Linked DNA regions of Mus musculus: region 2 is linked to region 1. A link is a contact called in public HiChIP or PLAC-seq data. All regions are on one chromosome and are shown on one strand. The core of a region is the stretch at or near the end of the contact, and the rest is flanking DNA. Distances in the headings are between cores, read along the strand shown.

The links. HiChIP or PLAC-seq counts read pairs in DNA pulled down with a chosen protein or histone mark.
Region 2: a contact with region 1 is called in an H3K27ac HiChIP or PLAC-seq map of microglia, with 6 times the contacts expected there. The contact joins two enhancer-like sites. A contact is called at or near these places in 7 of 39 promoter capture datasets (the 3T3-L1 cell line, the HPC-7 cell line, embryonic stem cells and 3 more), 2 of 484 Hi-C or Micro-C datasets (liver and nephron progenitors) and 2 of 115 datasets of contacts at active chromatin or transcription factors (embryonic stem cells and microglia).

The regions. Positions count from the first base shown.
Region 1 is chr8:115,580,392-115,586,280 of GRCm38.p6, reverse strand. It overlaps Gm39256 (a long non-coding RNA gene), which reads left to right. Exons shown (of 2, transcript XR_879215.3): 2 at 1-5,889. Among named protein-coding and RNA genes, the nearest start is that of Gm39256, 62 kb to the left of the region's middle. Within about 2 kb of position 4,155, at least 14 of the 459 cell types and tissues checked have an H3K27ac peak or open chromatin away from gene starts, as enhancers often do. A contact at or near this core is called in microglia, where this site is marked.
Region 2 is chr8:115,648,635-115,654,926 of GRCm38.p6, reverse strand. No RefSeq gene overlaps it. Among named protein-coding and RNA genes, the nearest start is that of Gm39256, 6.9 kb to the right of the region's middle. Within about 2 kb of position 4,511, at least 22 of the 459 cell types and tissues checked have an H3K27ac peak or open chromatin away from gene starts, as enhancers often do. A contact at or near this core is called in microglia, where this site is marked.

The DNA of each region.
Region 1 (5,889 bases), core at 2,906-5,405:
TGTGACAAATAAAGTCTATTTATTTAGTGCAGGTTTCCGAGTTCAGCAACATTGACTGTTGTTGCAGGCAGCAGTATTGTGCTTACTTTTGAAAATACGGACTTTTATTCTGGGAACTCGTGTTGGGGTTCGGGTAACACCCTCAACTTGTAGAACCCTTTCGGCAGCCAAGGCAAAGGGGAAGGTCCTGGTCCTATTCCTGCAAACACAGTCCTGGGTGGTAGGACCCTCAGAGTTTCAGGGGATCAGGCACTATGGCCTGACCCTCGCACCCCCACCATGTTCTGCCAGGAAAAAAGGATGGGCGTCTCTGCTGGCAAAGATCCAACCAGTACAAGTGTCAAGGTTCAGAGGACACAGGAAAAGGACATTTCAAGGAACTTCCTACTTCCTCAGAATCAGTGTTCTGGTCTCCCCCGCTCACATGACCTCCTGGAAAACCCTTTACCTTCTACAAGCAAACACATCCTGGAAGAATGCCAGTGTGGGTCTTGTGAGGGACTAGGGTTCTCCGTAAGTATCCTGACAGGGTCTGTTCCTGGGGAGGGAAAGGAAATAGGCACACTTCATATCTGCAACCCATGGTGACACATGTCTATCCTGTCAACGCATGCTCTAAGAGTTGAGGCATCTTGTATCTGTGTGAGAGCAGTAACGGGGGCCTGTGCTCTTTGTGGATCTAAAGGAAACTCCATAGGTAAATGTGCTCCCCGAGCAGAGAGTGTATCTTAAACCCTGTAACCTGCTGCACCTGCATAAAGTTCGGTGAAGTAAGCAGGCAGGAAAAAAAACTTCATGTGCAGAGAGGTAAGCTTACTTACCCAAACGGCCACACAGCTCAGAGGTGGGAAAAGCCTTCCATAACGGATCGTTTCTCATCTCTGAGTTCGCAGTCGTTAGCATTAGGACCAGACTTTCCTTGTTTTCTAAAGAAACGTGGGGCCTTATGGTCTAGAAGGTTTCTGTTACTACTATCCAGCCATCATAGCACAGGAGCAACAGTTGTGAAGGAATAAACCAGGCTGCGTTCTGCTCGGCTTCGGAGCAAGCCTGGAGCACACCTTCATGAGGGTAGGACACACAAGTCTGCAAGCAGGGGGCCGTCTATGGATTGTCCAGAGCACTGTTGTCTTGCCACAAGATGGCTACAGAACATAGGCGCCTGTGACTGTTAGAGGCCATTGAGCTGAGTTCAGGAGCTGCCATTGGACGGCTCTCTTTCCCAGCATCAGCAGCAGCCCTGACCCAGAACAAAAGTCGGGGTGGTTTACAGTGCTCCAGGGAGCACTCACGTCTCTGGATTTTATTCCCTGTCATCTAGATTTTCTTGTCCTCAGACATCACCTTTCTCCCACCAACAAAAATTCAAACCTCCCTGTGCATGGCAGGGCCTTTCCATTATCTGTAACTTCCCAGAATGCTCTGCCTGCTCCTCAAGCCCCGCCCTTCCTCCCTCCACCCCGGCTTGCCCCAGGGAAACTGGGCCCCACAAGTTAAGGATATGTTTGCCTTGAGGCTGGAGCCCGCTGGGGCCACTCCAGACCTGTTTCTGGGATGGCAGGTGCAGCCACTAACTGACACCAAAATACATTCCTGAGGCGGGGCAGACAGGCCAAACAAGTGCAAGGCTCCCCCACCCCACCCCCCCAAGGACTAGGCTTCCTCCAGAGGACACATTTGCCTGGGAGGACACCCCAAGTGCTAATCCTCTCATCCAGGGCATCTAAGCATAGTCAGCATTTTAGCCAGGGGTTGGCCCGAGGCACAGGCCTTCCCCCAGTGGCTTTTGGCCAGCCCAGGGCACCAGTAAATCACACCACCCTGAGAGGTACTCTTGGATTCTGCAGCTGCTGAAGACTCCTCTGTGGGCGACATAAATCAGAAGATCACCCCATTTTACCTGCAGCTTCGTCCCCGACTCTGAGAAGATGACAGAAGCTGAATCCAGCTGGGCCTGGACAGCCATGGCCGTGGTCTCTTTGTCAACTTATTACCTGAGATTTATGCATGACGCAGCCGGGTCTGCTCAGTGACACATTCTAATTTAATTAAATTTCTGTTGGATTGATGTCTGATCAATCAATAATGTTAATGTTTTTGCAATTTGGAGATTAAATTATGCTCAAGACACGGCAACGCCCCAGCTACTGATTTCACAAGACTCCTTGGATGGAGGCTTGCTGGCCTGCATTCTGCCTTCCTCTCTTCCTTTCTCCTTTCCCTTTTCAAGCTGTTATTTTTAAGAGCCTAGCCCTGGGGGCACTCAGGATGGAAACACAGTTGGAAGCAGTAGTTTACAGGCCTGAGGTAACTGCAGCAGGAAGCCAGGTGGGGTGCGCCTTGCAGGGTCTCAATCCCTAGTTTCTGATGAGCCATCTCCAGCACCAGCAAAGCTGGTATTGATGGGCCTTGGAACCTCACTCTGATAACTAGTAACTAAATAATAACTAGTAACTAAAAGGTCAAAGAGAGTGATCGGTGGAATCACATGGGTTCCGATGGCATTTGCAAACTGTCTGCATTTAGGCACGGGATTTGATTGGCTGATGTCTCCCCGTTTCTTAATCCCCAAGATCCTGTGTTTCCCTGTCTGGGAGGGTATAGGTATAAATTGGTGTGCATATGTGGGCACATGCTTGTGGAAGCCAACTTCTGTTGCCAGTCCTTTTAGACACTGCCCATTTGTTTGTCCATTCCTTTGTGCGTTCATTTAGAGACATTCCATGCCCTGGTTCTTGCTGATATAGTGAGGCTGGCTGGCCAGCAAACCCCACAGATGAGCCTTTGTCTAAGTCTTGTCTCTACAGCCCTGGGATTATAAGCCTATACCACCCAGAATTGACTCATTCGTTCTTAAAAACGCAGAGCAAAGCAGCCAGCTTCCTGCTCCCTCGCAGCTTCTCTTCTGGAGAGCTTCATGGGTGGTGTGATGAACCAGACAAGGGAAGGCTTTAATAGAGGTATTTGGTGTAACTAAGAGCATTTCTTTATGAAAAGAAACTGAAGTCCGCAACAATGACCAGGAAGTAGCAAGGGACAGAAGGATTTGACAAGCAATCCTTGTAGGCCATTTTAATGTATTTATTTTCTCAGTCTTCAGGCCCCAAAGGATGGGTTTTTTTTCAAAGTTTGAAAGCAAAAGAACAACATACAAATATAAAGAGGTCTTTCTACATAAATTTTAGGGTAACACTTATCAGGGGGTTGAGGAAGGATGTATGGGGGTAACGACTGAATTAGGTCCATCTCAAGCTTGAAAAATCTAGGCTTTTCTAAAAATCCAAGTCAAGGACTAGTCTACTTCAGGATTCCATCCAGACCCTTGAGTAACAATTCCTTGGAATTCATCTTTTAGCAGTCTTAAGTCACTGAGCAGCCACATTAATTTTGACACAATTTTCCAACATGGCCTCCTAGAGCCGAGTTCATTCTGCAAGGCGAGAATTCTCTAGAGCTGAATGGGACTTGGGGGAAAATACTTTATTCTTTACCATCGTGTGAAATTCTGAGTTTTAAATCATTCTGTATTCGAGTTCATCAAGAACATTGTACCTGCAGAGACGTGTCAGCTGGAAAGTGAGCCTTACTGTTGTCAAGTTGACAGTGGGGTCTTCTATAGCAAGGGCTGGGGTGGGGGTGGGGAGTTGGGTATCAATATAAGGAAGTGTTGCTCTATTTGCCCTCACAGGTCTTGACACACTGGAGTGGGATGAAGCTAGTACTCTCACATGACACCCCATGGCCACATCTGCAGACTTCAGTCATTCTCTACAAGACTGTCCTTGTAGTGAACCCAGTTGCTAATCCCCTAATTGCATACAGGAGCCCCCAGTGCTGCTTCCATCCCAAAGTTAGTGCTTACGTGGTCTTTCCACGGTGAGCAGGATCCTTGCCAGCTCTGGGGTCTGTTTCTCATGGGAGAAGGTGGAAGCAGAGAGGGGCCAGAGGCCTTCTGCTTTCCGCGGTCATCTGGCCAAATTGCATCATCGCCTCCCAATCTCTTCCCTTTCCTCTCCCTCCAAACTTAGCTCAGAAAGCCCTTGTTAAAATTGTGTCCTTCACATGTTTTTTTTTTTTTTCTGCAAGCCTCAGCTCTTCTTAGGGTTTTGTCTCCCAACACCCTTCATACAGAAGCAATGTCAGTTTGCATTTGTGGGCTCATGCAGCCCAGAATGGCACAACTGCAGAAATGACTCAATTAGAGAGAGAGAGAGTCTTATGTGTCGCAAAGTTTGCAGTGGGCTCATCTGTGTCAAGGAAAAACATGTTAGGGCAGGTTTTTGTTTTTTTGTTTTTTTAAATCAATTATACATTTCAAGAGACTGCCTGGAACTGGAAAAATGGTTCTGCTCTTGCAGGAGACCCAAGTTTGCTTCGCAGCGCTCCAAGCAGACTTCTGGTCCCTGAGGGCACCTGTTTGTATGCAGTACACATTAGCTCACATAGGCACACAAACACACCCATTAAATAAATAAATAAATAAATAAATAAATAAATAAATAAATATTTAAAGCTCTTAAAGGAGTAGAAGCCTAAGTTTTTTAACTATATACGTATATTTTTAAAATTACAACCCAGACTCTACATGTGCCCCACCCACCCACCGCCCCATGCTCTTTACAGCAGATGCAGGCAGAGTTTGCCTTGACCCAGACTCCAGGCCCCATGTTTAGTCCCAGTTGGAACTTTGCAGAATGCTCAGTGGCAGTGTCCTCGATGCACACAACATAGGGAGTGACCTGGCCTGGTAGACAGGCCTGATGTGGTCTATAGTACAGTACAGTACAGTACAGTACAGTACAGTACTGTGCTGTCCCTGATGTGAGCACAGAATTTTCAAATCCAATTTTTAGTGGATGCTAACAGAATGCCTTCATATTCAACCAGAAGGGAGCCTTTGGGGATATCAAGTTGGTGTGATATCACATGACCAGCAAGAATGATCTTAGGAAAACTGAAAATCAGATTGGATGGTTCCTTATTGCTAGTTCAAGACCACCCAGTGCTGTTGTCCCTTGCTACACTGTGAGCCCAAGGCTCCCGAAATCTCTATAGAACCATGTGATCCAACTCCTGCTTTCTCTCCAAGCCTGCTGTAGCCTCTCTGTCTTGCCCCATGTGCCCCTCCCTCTGCAGACTTAAACAAGTCTCTGTTCCTTAAACAAGCTGAGCCCATCCCTATCTCAGGCTTTTGTAAGCTGGGGATGGATTTCTCCCTCAGGTTTCTGGGGCTGCTTTCCTCACTGCACAGCTTGTACCCATGGGCTTACACATGCATTCCCTAAACGAGAGCTTTTCCTTAAAACATCCCCTCTATCACTATGTTCCAAGACCCCATGTGTCTTCATGACTGTAAGCAATGCTCAGATCCTGACTTCAATTTTACCCGTCTCTCCTATTGAATAGAAAATTTTAAGAGAGGCCCATGATCATTCTGTCCAGCTCACATCGGCATCACCAACAGGCAGAGGGACAAACATTTCTAGATCAAGTGGGCGTGGTCAACAGGGGACAAGCTAGCATGGCTGAAACAGGGGACATTGGCCTTGCACTGCTCTCTATGCACACCTGTGTTACACATGCATGTGTGCACATTCCTGTCAAAAAGAATGCTTGCCCAGGAACTCATCTGTTAGATCAGGAAGACATTGTTAGCTGGGTTGGGAAGTTTTTGTTTTAAACTCAGATCAGTGAGGAGAACTTCTAAACCCACAGCATAGAAATTCACATTTAAGGCATAGGTAGATTGATGCCAGTGTTCAAATATTCCCCATAATCTGTTCACTCGGGCAAGCTACTCACCTTGCTGAGCTGTGCCTCCGTTTTTCAATGAATGGAAAAAGAAATCTCCCTTGTAGTATCTCCCTTGTAGGATTCTTTTTTTTTTTA
Region 2 (6,292 bases), core at 3,262-5,761, 68 kb before region 1:
CACTGGGGGAGGATTGGAAAGTTTATAGCCTTGCTACACTTTTTAAAAAATATTTATTATTACGTATTTTCCTCAATTACATTTAGAATGCTATCCCAAAAGTCCCCCATACCCTCCCCCCACTTCCCTACCTACCCATTCCCATTTTTTGGCCCTGGCATTCCCCTGTACTGAGGCATATAAAGTTTGCATGTCCAATGGGCCTCTCTTTCCAGTGATGGCCGACTAGGCCATCTTTTGATACATATGCAGCTAGAGTCAAGAGCTCCGGGGTACTGGTTAGTTCATAATGTTGCACCTACAGGGTTGCAGATCTCTTTAGCTCCTTGGATACTTTCTCTAGCTCCTCCATTGGGGGCCCTGTGCTCCATCTAATAGCTGACTGTGAGCATCCACTTCTGTGTTTGCTAGGCCCCGGCCTAGTCTCACAAGAGACAGCTATATCAGGGTCCTTTCAGCCAACGCTTGCTAGTGTATGCAATGGTGTCATCGTTTGGAGGCTAATTATGGGATGGATCCCTGGATATGGCAGTCTCTAGATGGTCCATCCTTTTGTCTCAGCTCCAAACTTTGTCTCTGTAACTCCTTCCATGGGTGATTGTTTCCAATTCTAAGAAGGGGCAAAGTGTCCACACTTTGGTCTTCGTTCTTCTTCAGTTTCATGTGTTTTGCAAATTGTATCTTATATCTCGGATATTCAATTCACTCTCTGTTTCCAGTATGTGGATGGAGATGTGACTCCACACCTTCCTGCCCCACTTTTATTTGCTCTCATGCCTCCTGTCTATAATGGACTCTTCTGCCTTGGGGCAGAAAACCAAAAGAAATATTTTCTTCCTTAAGCGTTCTTTGGTTGTGGTGTTTTATCATGCCAACAAAAAGTAACTAGTGCAGCCAGTGAGATTAAGTTTTAGCATTCTTAAAATCTTCCTTAACCTTAACAATATACCACTTTGTATCATTCATTTTTTAAATGACAAAGAAGGACTCCGTGTGTTTGTAGGATATAATACAATATTGTGATATATGTTTGCATTATGAAATGGCTGAACAGAGCCAATGAATATCAGTGTTACCTCATATAATTATCACTGGATTCTGGAAACAACACGCAAAATTAATTCCAGGAAAATTTCAAGTGTAGAATACATTGTTTTTAACTATAGATGTCATGTTATATGATTCAGTTTTCTTTTTTTTAACTTATTGCTCTTGTCTTACTAAAACTTCAGGTCTTTAACCAATGTCTTCCACCTTCCATTATCCCCAAGCCCTCTGCCCTGGTACCTACCATTCTGTTCTCTGCTTTAATAAGTATACCTGATTTTAACAGGATTATTCAGGAAATGTGTTTCACCCCTGGCAGTGGACTGTGAAAATGTGGAAGTCTGGTTTTATGAGCATGTAGCAGGTTCAACCAAACAAAATCCCACACTTGGCATACTACTCCAGGTACTCTACTTAAAAATTCTAGATGTCCACGTATTTTGTCATTTCCAAATCAGAATAAAATTGAAGCAAAAATAAATGCTCTGAGTCTTCACTCTTGACCATACTGGGCTTGTGAACCTTGAGTATCAACTCAATAGGATCTAGAATAGCCTAAGAGACAAATCTCTGGGCATGTTCTGTGAGGGTTTCTATATTAGGTTAAGTGTGTGAAGAAGACCCACCCCAACTGTGGTAGTCTAAGTAAAGATGTGGCCCCAGGAAGTTCACAGGGAGTGGCATTATTTGAAAGGATTAGGATGTGTGGTTTTGTTGGACTAGGTGTAACATTAGAGGAAATGTGTCATTGTGAGTGGACTTGGAGGTTTCAGAAACTCACACCAGTCCCCACATTTTAGATCTGTGCTGCTGAATACAGAAGAGCTCAATAGCTCTTTCTGCTGCCTGCTGATCCAGATGTAGCCCTCTCAGCTCCTTCTCTAGCACCATGCCTGCCTGTGTGCCACCGTGCTCCTCACCATGATGGTAACGGACTAAGCCTCTGAACACGTAAAACAGTCCCAATTAAATGTTTTCTTTGCTTAGCATTGCCGTGGTCAGTGTGTCTCTTCATAGCAGCAGAACACTAAGTAAGACATTAAGCCTATGAGTGGCACCAGGCTGAAGCCTGGTGTTCCAGACTAAGTAAAACGGAAGGAGTTGGCCTGAGTACCAGTTCCCTGACTATGTATGCCATGGAACTAGCTGCTTCCTGCATCCATAGCCCATCATGGTTCAGTATTCCATGCCACGATGGGTGGGCCCTGGCTCTATATCTTCCCCAAGTTTGATAAAACCCAAAGCTACCAATATTTTGGCAGTTTTTAGAATGTCCCTTCTGTCCCTTTCTCTGGTCAGTTTGCTTTTTCTCTTCCTCTTGTCACATAAGGGTGGAATTTAAATCCTTAGAGGGAAGACTGGAAAAACATCTCTTTAATATTCTGAGAGTTTTGAAGGGAAGCAAACAGAAGGTATGCATGCTAAGTGGCCCCTTGGAGAGCAATACAGGCCTGTGACCTGCTCTAGGGGAGCCAGAAATCCCTGGACTAAGATAGTTTGAATATGTAGAGAACAAAGGGAGCCTTTAGGAGCCTCCTCACTACCAGGGCAGGATACAAAAAACGACTGTGAGAGTATCAGCTCCCTGATGCCAGAGGTTAGCACCTCTTTCTTGGGTCTAACGTTGGCCACTTTAAAGACACAATAATTATATGATTATCAAACAAAAACGTGAATGTAACTAAGGCAGAGGATTCATGCATGGAATGAAATAGGTTTTGATAATTCTCCTTTACTACTGATGTTGATTTCTTTCCATTGAAAAACAAAATGGTGGAGCACCACTGAGGGAAATACAGTTTGAAATTACTCCAAATCCCTTAATGTCTGAGTACAGACCCTCTGATGTGACTGTCTTTTGTGGTAGAACATTTTAGATCTGTGCTGCTGAATGCAGAAGCTGCCCGATCTCTGAAGGTTCCGCCCTTGAAATGAAGCTAGTGTAGTAGGAATGAAATGCTGATCTGAGTATTGTTTTAATAGATTTAAATTTTAATACCCTTGCTTGTTAATTCCAACTAGATTGAGCACAACCACTCTAAACAGTTTCTTTCAGGATTTATTGGTGTGTGTGTGTGTGTGTGTGTGTGTGTGTGTGTGTGTGTGTGTGTGTACGTGAGTGTAGTGCCTAAAGGCATCAGATCCCTTGGAAGTAGAATTACAGGTGTTTGTAAGATGTCTGATATAGGCACTGGGGTCTGAACTCATGACCAAGCAGTAAGAACTTGACTGCTGAGCCATCTCTCAGACTCTATACAGTACTTATTTATCTACATGCCCTGTTCTTTTTTAGTCTAGTGTTTTGTTTTGTTTTGTTTTGTTTTGTTTTGTTTTGTTTTGAGTATTGGGGGTTAAACATAAAAACCTTATATGTGTTAAGCAATGGCTTTACCTTTGGCCTGTATTTCTAGCCCTCATGTCTATTTCTTAAGAGTTAACATAAACTTTGTGTATCTTATAGTCTGAGATTCTATGGTCACTATCTTGACTATCTTAATACAGGGGAAAACGGAACCTGGAAGTTGTTCGTCCATAAATCTCACATTGCAATATGACTAAAGTAGAACATTGCATAGTATAATCCAGATGATGGCTAGTCAGGCTGTGGAAAGTTCCTGAGTGTCTGTCTTTCTCTTCTGGCCTTTAGGATACTATAAAAAGGTGGATGAAGGAAGCTTTGAGCAGATCAGGATATTTATCTTGAGGACATCTATACATTGGTCCTAGCATCATTTGGTCCTAGCCTTAAGCATGTATATAAGGTGTTTAAATCCTTTTGTGACAATATCATTTCCCTCCTCAACAGGAGATAAACCAGACTCAGGAAGGTGGCCCAAGAAGGCTACATGACTTGCATGTTCTGGAACTAGAGCTACACCTTAGTACTTGATGTCTCCAAATGCTACCCTTCCTTCACCTTGCCTGCCTGCCTCTAGGATGCTGGGGGCATAATATCATCAGATGCAGGTGGACCTGGGCAGGAGCAAACTCTGTCTTTCATCTTTTCAAATGCCCAAGAATAGTCTGTTATGTTACTAAGACTCATGATATCAGCCTCTGAAAAACTGTCTAGCAAAATACAAAATGTGCATGATTCTACACTTTAAAAATCCTGAACAATTTCACTGAGTTTTATTGTCTCTGAGCTGAGAAAGCAATGGGGTGGGAAACACAGCACATAGTCACATACAGAATCCAGCTATGGGACTCAGTGACAGTTTCTTTCCTGTCACAGGGCAGGATTGACTGGCTCAGAACATACAGGCCACCTAGAGACTTCCCTGTTAGAAATCAGCCTCCATGAAAGTCTTTTGTTCAAGTCTATCTTGATGCACTTACTGTGGTCCCCAAAGACTGACCAAGGCCACCCAAAGGGGAAGGAAGCTCACCCCTCCCAGCCCAGGAAGCCCAGTTTGCCGCCAGAGCACAGGCCCCAGAAAGTCTGAGCTTGCAAGATCCTTCAGGCCGGGACAGCTTTGCTAAGGTCATCAGATCTGCTTCTATATGTGAGCACAGTTGGGGTTGGAGGGGAAGGAAGAGCAGTTCCCCCTTCTCTGGATGCTTCCCTTTGTTATCCAGGGCCTTGAGAGGCCTGTGTGGGTGGGGAGGCATGACTTGGAATCCCACTTCTGGCCTGGTGCCTGGGTCCCCCAACAACAGATTGGCTTCAGAGTCACCAGGCTGGAAGCTGGCCTTGACCCTATCTATTCCCACCAGCACTCGCTCACCATGCAGCCAGTTCCAAAAATAGAATGCACTAGGGGGCCTTAGGGGCACCAGGCCCATGTACAGTATTGGCCTTCAGGCTCCAGAGTCACCTTCCTGTTCCCATTTATTTTTCCTCATTCTTTTCCTGCTGTCGTTTGCTAGTCCCTCTTCAGGGCTATCTCGATGCAGATACCCAGAGTCCAGTGTCCCATATTCCTGGTCATTTTCCATGTTCATTCCTGCTGGAGGAGATTGCCACCGATGACTGTAGTGCTTGGAGACAGGAGGAGTAGGAAGAATCATCCCAGCTTTTTACTCCTCAAATCATCTCCTGCCAGTGGGAAACTGAGCAAATGCCAGGACCCAGACCTCTTCTTTAACCCTTTCAAATCCTGGCACCTCAGCTGACATCCTGGATGCTGGTAAAAAATAAATGGTCTGGATCAGGAACAAGCTATTCGCCAGCTGCGTGATCTCATACACATCACCTCCATGCCTCAGTTTCTTTCTCTTTCAAAGAAGAGCAACTCCCATGTTCCCCTCTGGTCTGTGTTCTCCTGTGTGTACAGTGAGTCTGGGACATGGCAGACTCCTTTATCAGCCCTCAGTATCATCTCTCTACTCTATAAGGATCAAGGTGCAGGCATACACACTAGTTTTAGGCATGGGTATGGATTCTCCAAGCTTGGGAGAGAGTTCTTGAGAAATGAGAAATAACCATTCAAGTTATGGCAGTTTGCCCCAGGTCTGGAGTGTATCAGGGTTGTGGTGTCTGCAAGCTGCTGAAAGAAGTGAGCAGTTACCCCCGCAGTGATAAGAAAATAAAAGGGGTAGCAATGGTGAGGGTGACCATGATAATGGTGGCTGTAGTGGTTGTTTAGCAACAGTGGTAATGGTGTTATAGATGATACCAATAATAGGGCCAACAAGTGCAACACTATTGGTGGTAATACAGTACTTATGGTGATAGTTGCAATGAAGGTAGCCACAGGAGTACCAGCAGTACTAATACTAGAGAGCAGTGAATTTGCTTAACCCTTTCATGGACAGTTTGGATCCTTTTCCATCTCATTTGCTCTTCACAAGCTCATGCCTCCACCTCAGTGGTACCCAAATGAAGCAGACATTCTCTCTGCAAGCTCATGGTGGACATATGTGTGTGGGAAAGGTAAGCAGGGTTTGATACCAGTTGGAGAAAGGAGAACCTAAGCATCCAGCCAAGCTTCTCAGGAGCTGGCTGGTGAGTCTTTGGTGTCTAGGATGGCCTCGGTTTCAGAATAGTAATGGCGCCTCCACGCTGGGTGACTAAGAGATTGCTGTCAGGGTGGTGAGGTTCTCACAAGCTTTGGGTAGCCAGGGAAGCCAGAGTAAAGAGTGTCTAGGGCAGCAGAGTGATGGCACGATGACGACACACACATCCTGCTCTGTAATCTTAGGAGTAAGATGGTGGGCAGATTCTACTCAGTGCCTCTGCACTGATTACTGGGACCAAATACCTCATACAAGTAACTTAAAGGAGAAAAGGCTTAGTTTTAAT